2 separate regions of the Mus musculus genome follow, and region 2 is linked to region 1. A link is a contact called in public promoter capture Hi-C data. All regions are on one chromosome and are shown on one strand. The core of a region is the stretch at or near the end of the contact, and the rest is flanking DNA. Distances in the headings are between cores, read along the strand shown.

Evidence for each region. Promoter capture Hi-C pulls out the DNA fragments that hold promoters and counts their contacts.
Region 2: a contact with region 1 is called in a promoter capture Hi-C map of hippocampal neurons, with 5 times the contacts expected there. The contact joins the enhancer-like site here to the promoter of Morn1 in region 1. A contact is called at or near these places in 5 of 39 promoter capture datasets (frontonasal cranial neural crest, hippocampal neurons, liver and 1 more) and 2 of 484 Hi-C or Micro-C datasets (both in cerebellum).

What each region holds. Positions count from the first base shown.
Region 1 is chr4:155,085,184-155,088,111 of GRCm38.p6, reverse strand. It overlaps Morn1 (MORN repeat containing 1), which reads right to left and starts at 1,535. Exons shown (of 14, transcript NM_001081100.1): 1 at 1,431-1,535; 2 at 620-691. The coding sequence starts at 1,506. It overlaps Rer1 (retention in endoplasmic reticulum sorting receptor 1), which reads left to right and starts at 1,759. Exons shown (of 7, transcript NM_026395.2): 1 at 1,759-1,907.
Region 2 is chr4:155,380,799-155,383,726 of GRCm38.p6, reverse strand. No RefSeq gene overlaps it. Among named protein-coding and RNA genes, the nearest start is that of Gabrd, 16 kb to the left of the region's middle. Within about 2 kb of position 1,381, at least 28 of the 459 cell types and tissues checked have an H3K27ac peak or open chromatin away from gene starts, as enhancers often do. A contact at or near this core is called in cerebellum and hippocampal neurons, where this site is marked.

The DNA.
Region 1 (2,928 bases), core at 286-2,785:
TTTCTTTCTTATTAGAAACAAAGCCTGATACCTCGCTTCCATTAACTCTAGCTTGGGAAAACACAGCAGAGCCTCCATGTTGTAAGAGAGGCAACAGGAGGCAGCCTATTAAGAACACAGCTGCCTTTCCCCAGGAATCAACAGATTCAATAATGTCTCACAGCAAAACCTCCACATCGCCTGGCCTTTGTCTGGTGGTATATTCTATAAACTGGAATGCTCACAGACACGAGAGAACAGGGTTCTTTCGTGCCCATGTTTACCTTTTTTTTTTTTTTTTTTTTTTTTGAATACAGAGACACTAAGGCTGATGATTAGAGGCCTGGATGTCCAATAACAAGCATGCAGGACGCCATGATGGTGTTTGTGTGTGACACTCTGGGTCTACTGCCCCACTCTTTCCCTCCCACCAATAGTTCCACCACCCACCAGCATGTGATGACCTCCAAGCCTACAAGAATTGGTCTTACATTGGTTCCACCATGACTGGGTCCAAGTGGTAGTCCCAGTGTGCAGGCGCAGTACCAGGCTATGCTTGGTACAAGACTGACTGCCTCCCACACCTTTTCTCAGGAATCTGGCTCTGGAATGAGCTCTGCAATGATCACAGGCTTCTTACCGTGTTTCTTGCCTCCCTTCCATTCTCCTTCATAGCGGAAGAAAGAATTTGGGTATACATATACGCCATAGCCTGTGTTCGGAAAAGAAGATGAACATAGCAATGGTTTGCCATCAACAGACACAGAGATGGGGCAGCTCAGGGTCTGGAGTAGTCTGCAGGTCATTTCTCATCAGTCTCTTGAACATGACAGGATGGTTAATTGCTCAAGATGGGTGCTCCCTCTCCCTTGCTTGGGTTTTGTTACATGGATAGTACTGAGGGAAAGGCAGGCCTGGCCAGAGGAGGGCTAAGACAAAAGCTGATTGTAGGCTCTTTAAGAGGAGGCGGTGAGGGCACGGAAGCAGTCAACAAGCTCCGTGAGGATACAGCAAAGAGCCCACCCTGCCAGGACCGTCACTATCCTCCTGTCCCCACGGGACAAAAATCCACACTCACTCCTAATTACTCCTGGCTGCCTCATCTTTTATCACGCAGCCAGCTCTGAGACATCACACCCAACACCCATCTCTCAGTTCCTGAGATGGATAAGCAACCCCACTGCTTTCTTGCCAGCAAGTCGCAGCCTGGGACGGGAAGACAGTGGCACTAGCATGGACTCTGACCTCATATCGATCCTGTTTCTCCGGTTTTAGAACAACTTTTCATCAGACTGCATTGGGCGAACCTCGTGTGCTCACCCAGCCAGCCTGACCTCAGCTCTACCTGCCCCCCCTGACGCAGGGTCGGCTGGCCGTGAGCCTGCAGCCTGGACCACGCCTGTGGAGCACGCGAACGCGACGGAGCTCCAGCGGGGAGACGCAGCCCGTACCGTTTCGCGGCGGCAGTCTCGGCGAGTGCCGACGCGGCTGGAGCGAAGCCTGGTAGGGATCGCCAGCTGCCTCCATCTTGCCGCCAAAGTTTCCCTAGCAACCATAAAGCTGCCTTCCATTGGCCTCCGGTTGCCATGGGGCGTGGCCAGGAGACCATAACATCCGAAGCAGCGGCGCCGGATCCGGAGCCTGAGGACGTCAATGCGCCTGTGCACCACGGCACGTTTCCGCCAACCCCGTCCTTCCGCCGGGAAGCGCTCCCGCCAACGGCCTCTGCGTCCATACCGGAAGCGGAAATGGTTGGAGCTTGGGCCCCGCCCCGCGGCCATCTTGGCGGCTGGAGGCGCCGCGGGACGGAACGGAAGTGCCTGTGCAGCTTCCCGGATCCGGAGCCGAGCTCTGGCGGCCGCCCTGCCCGCCATCCTCCTTCCGCAGCCGTGAGGGAGACCGCGGCTCGGCTGCACCGGAGCTGCGAGGTGCTGGGGGTGGGCTGGTGGCGCGGACCTGGTCGGGCGGCACACCACCGCCTTCCTCTGGGCTGTCAAGGCCACGGGCGAGCCGGCGGGCGGCGGGCGGGCGGGGCCGGGCAGCGCCTTTGAGCCTGGCGAGGGGTTGCCAGGGGCGGGCCGATCTCCGAGAGGGGTGCGCGAGGGGACTGCTGAGCGCTGCCCGCCGCGGCTCGCGCGCCGCCCCGACCCCCCGGCCCCAGGTCGTGGAGGAAGGTGGCCTGTTGTTGCCTGCACAGATCCAGGCGGCATGTGTTAGGTGTCCTCTTGCTACCCCACTACCGTGTTCAGTTTCGGGGCACACGTGTAGGAATTAAGCCCGAGCGCGAAGACAGTTACTGAATGGATCGAAGGGGTGCTGGTTAAATGGGTCTAGATTATATGGTGACATTAAGGCAGTAAAATGTCCAGCCCTCCAGGCTGTACTTCCAGCGTGGAGCAGATAAGGCTACATTGTCTCCCTTAGCAGGGTATCAGTGCAAGAGGGCTTCATACTTCCACATTGAGAACCCCCAGTGGCTTTTCTTTCTTAGTTCTTAATAACAGATACTATCCAGGAGGTGGTGGTGCACGCCTTTATGTGAGGCAGAGGCTGTGAGTTTGAGGCTAGCCTGGTCTACATGGAGCAACCCTGTTGGGGGCGGGGGGAAGACTTAGAGACTAGTTATACGTCTTGGAACTGCCTGTTTTTTTGATGTGAGTTTTTTTTTTTTTTTTAACCCTCATTAAGGTGCTCAGAAGAGCATCAGTAAACCCATACTCAGCCCCTTAGATCCAGGTTGTGTGTTGGGGAACTGGTTGCGGTGGAGGTAGAACATAGAGAAAGGGCTGGGGATGATCCAAGATGATCATTTCCCACCCCACCCCCAAAGGTGAGAGGGGCCCAGAGAGGGAAGGACTCAGAGGGGCAGGGTCTGGAAGGGTTGACAGGGAACAACTCTTGAGGCATGCAGGTGCAAGAGGCAGCGACCCCCAGATGCTGTGCAGAGCG
Region 2 (2,928 bases), core at 132-2,631, 300 kb before region 1:
AGTGCTCATTCTTTCTCTCCATCTCAAAGATCCATGACCTAAGCACGCCTTCCTCCTGCCACCTTGGCTACTTTGTGCTAAAAGATGAGGTTGTGTGGCTTTACAGGACATCCAGAGGGTGGAAGCACTGGATCCTGGTATGATCAGGAACTGCAATGATAGAATGTGTCTAGGAGCCAGCAGGGAGCAGGTGGCCAAGCAAAGGCAGATCTGGGTCAGCTGGGGCTCCAGTTCCTGACAACAGGAGAGGCAGAACAAACCCAACCACCTTGGGACGCCACAGGACAGGAATGTCCCTTCTCGAGCCCAGGGGCTGGGACTTTTTCTTCATCTCTTTATGTCCGTTCTTCAGTCTTCCTACATGGTTACTGTTTCCACCTCCACTGGTTCAAAGAGTTACCTGGGGATGGGGACACATTGTGTCCCCACATAGGGCACAATGTAGTTAGTCAAGACAACCTAATGCTACATCTTTCCATTAGTGCAGTCTAGGTTCCACTCCCAGGAGAGCAGGGTCAGCTCCAGCTCTCTGGGCCTTTGGGGGAGGAGCTGGTGGGTTCAAGTTTTCAGAGCTGCTGAATTCACCTGGACCCAGAGGCCAGCAGCCTAACACCCCTCCGACTACACAACCTGCTAGCTTCAGCACCCGCCTCTGCCCTGCCTCTTGCCGCCTGCAGTCTGCCCTCTTTCTGCTGCATGTACCCACGGGGAGCTATTTAAAGCGGCCTTTGCGATTGCCTTGGGCTCCCACGCAGCCAGGCCCACCCGGGCAGCAGCCTTCGCCTGATTCTGCAACCAGCAATCACTCCCTCAGCCTGCAGGCTTCTATTTCTGCCCACATGTTTACAGGGCAGGAGGAAGGACAGGAAGGATTGATGCTTTTCAAACACCAGTTTCTGTTCCAGTGGTGAGGACAGGAGCTGACTGAAGGCTAGGGGTGGATCAAGGGCTGCAGCTGAGAAGAGCCAGCTTGGAAAGAGGATGTCAGTGCCTCCTGCCTGCAATGGCACCAGGGACAAAGGGTGACAGGCAGGGGGCTTTTCATCCTAGCAGGGACAGCTCTTGGAACTGAGAGTGCCCTCCTCTTTGTCCTGGGCTGGAGTGCATGCTTTGAATGTGGACTGTACCTCCCTGAGGCTGGGCCTGGATGTCAGGAGACAGCCCTGTTTTTCTCTGGCAGCAAGGACAGGACAATCTCCCAGACTCAAGGTGAGAAGATATGCAGGGTATCAAAAGAGCTGAGACAGGTCTGGGGTCAGGGTTCCTATTTTCTAGGGCTACAAACTGTTCTATCAGAGCTATGGAGACCAGAAGTCATGAGCCTAGGAGTAGGCAGACTGGCTCCAGGGAAAATTTTACCCCGACCTCCCTCTGCTTCCTGGGTGGCCTGCACTACTGGGATTTAAGATTTATTGCCCTGACCTCTGTGTCCATTATCACACGCTTGGCTTCTGTCCCTTCTCTTCTTACACAAACACCTGCAAACTGGAGCGTGGCTCATCTTAGCCAATTATATCTGCAAGAACCCTATTTCCAAGTAAGCCACATTCTGAGATTCTGGGTGTGAAGCGTCCTAGGGGGAAGTTGTTCAGCTCAGCCCAGATGGCAACCCCAGAAGCAGGAGAGTATGGTGCAGGGAGAGAATGGGAAAGAGAAAGAGCAGGGAATGTGTTTTGTGACCCAGAGCAAGGAGTGGGCATCCCACTGTGTATGTACGTGTGTATATCTATTCATCATCTCGAACCACGCCCAGTGAACAACTGGCCCCAGGTCCCTAAAGCTTTCAAGCTGAGTGAGCATTTCCAGGGTCATGGTATTACCGGAAAGCAAGACCTGTCTCCTTCGACTTAACAACTAGGGCCAACCAGGGTCATCTCCGACTCAGCCATTAATACTGCTTGCATACACTTAGGCTTCACATTAAGTCCACTTGTGATGCCTATGTAGCTGTCATTGTAGCAACTGTCATGGTAGCAACATTGTAGCAACAGCCACCAAAAAAGACAATGAGAGGTTGATGAAATGAGCTTAGCTATTCCTTCATCTGTAGTAGCCCCAAGGAGTGAGTCCATACCTGCATGAATCTGCTCCTCTATCAACTTCAAGGCTTAGGTGCCTCTGATGCAGTGACCCATGCCCTTCCAGGTGCTGGTCTTGGTCATCTTGACCACACAGCAGTCACTGGGCAACTGTATGCCCAAGGGAATCTCCAGTAGTAAGCCCCCTGAGATCCAGAACTTTCCTTCCCAGCCTTTGTGAGGTTCACATGTTAACCCCAAACCACAGAGACTCTGACTTGACTTCTTTTACTGTAAACTTTGTTTCACAGGTGGAGGAAACAATAGCCTGTGTGTTAAGCTCTAATGGAAAAGGTATCCATCCTGGCGGTTAACAGCCAAGGAATACCACAAAGCTACACTACACAATAAACCTCCCACAGCATATTTATTGGGAAGGAAGAGTCAGTAGGGTGGCTGCCTCTGCTCGGGTGAGAAGCAGCAGAGAGCTAATCAGAAGATAAGATTATGGGGGATTTCTTGTGGGGCAGAGCTTTCCAGGGTAGGGATTGGTGGGATTTCAAGTCCTGAGTTTAGGCTTTTTACTCTGTCCAGCTGTTAGGGCAATTGGAGTGTTCTATGGGTGGAACCTGATGGTTGCAGGTACTTGGGAGAGGGGCCTGGCCACTTGCATGACTGAAGGGCCTCCCCCATTTTGTTTATTATCGATAAACAATAAGGGATCAGGAAAGGGGGATGATGCTATCATTAGACTACTTCCTGATGAACGAAGGCATTAAAATACTTGGGGCAAACTTTACCTTGACCATCAGGGTATAATAGGGAGTCCTGGGTCTGGCTCAGTAGCTAGGGACCAATAATCCTGTAATAGCAACCAATTAAAAGTCTAGTTAGAAATCTTTTGGATAAG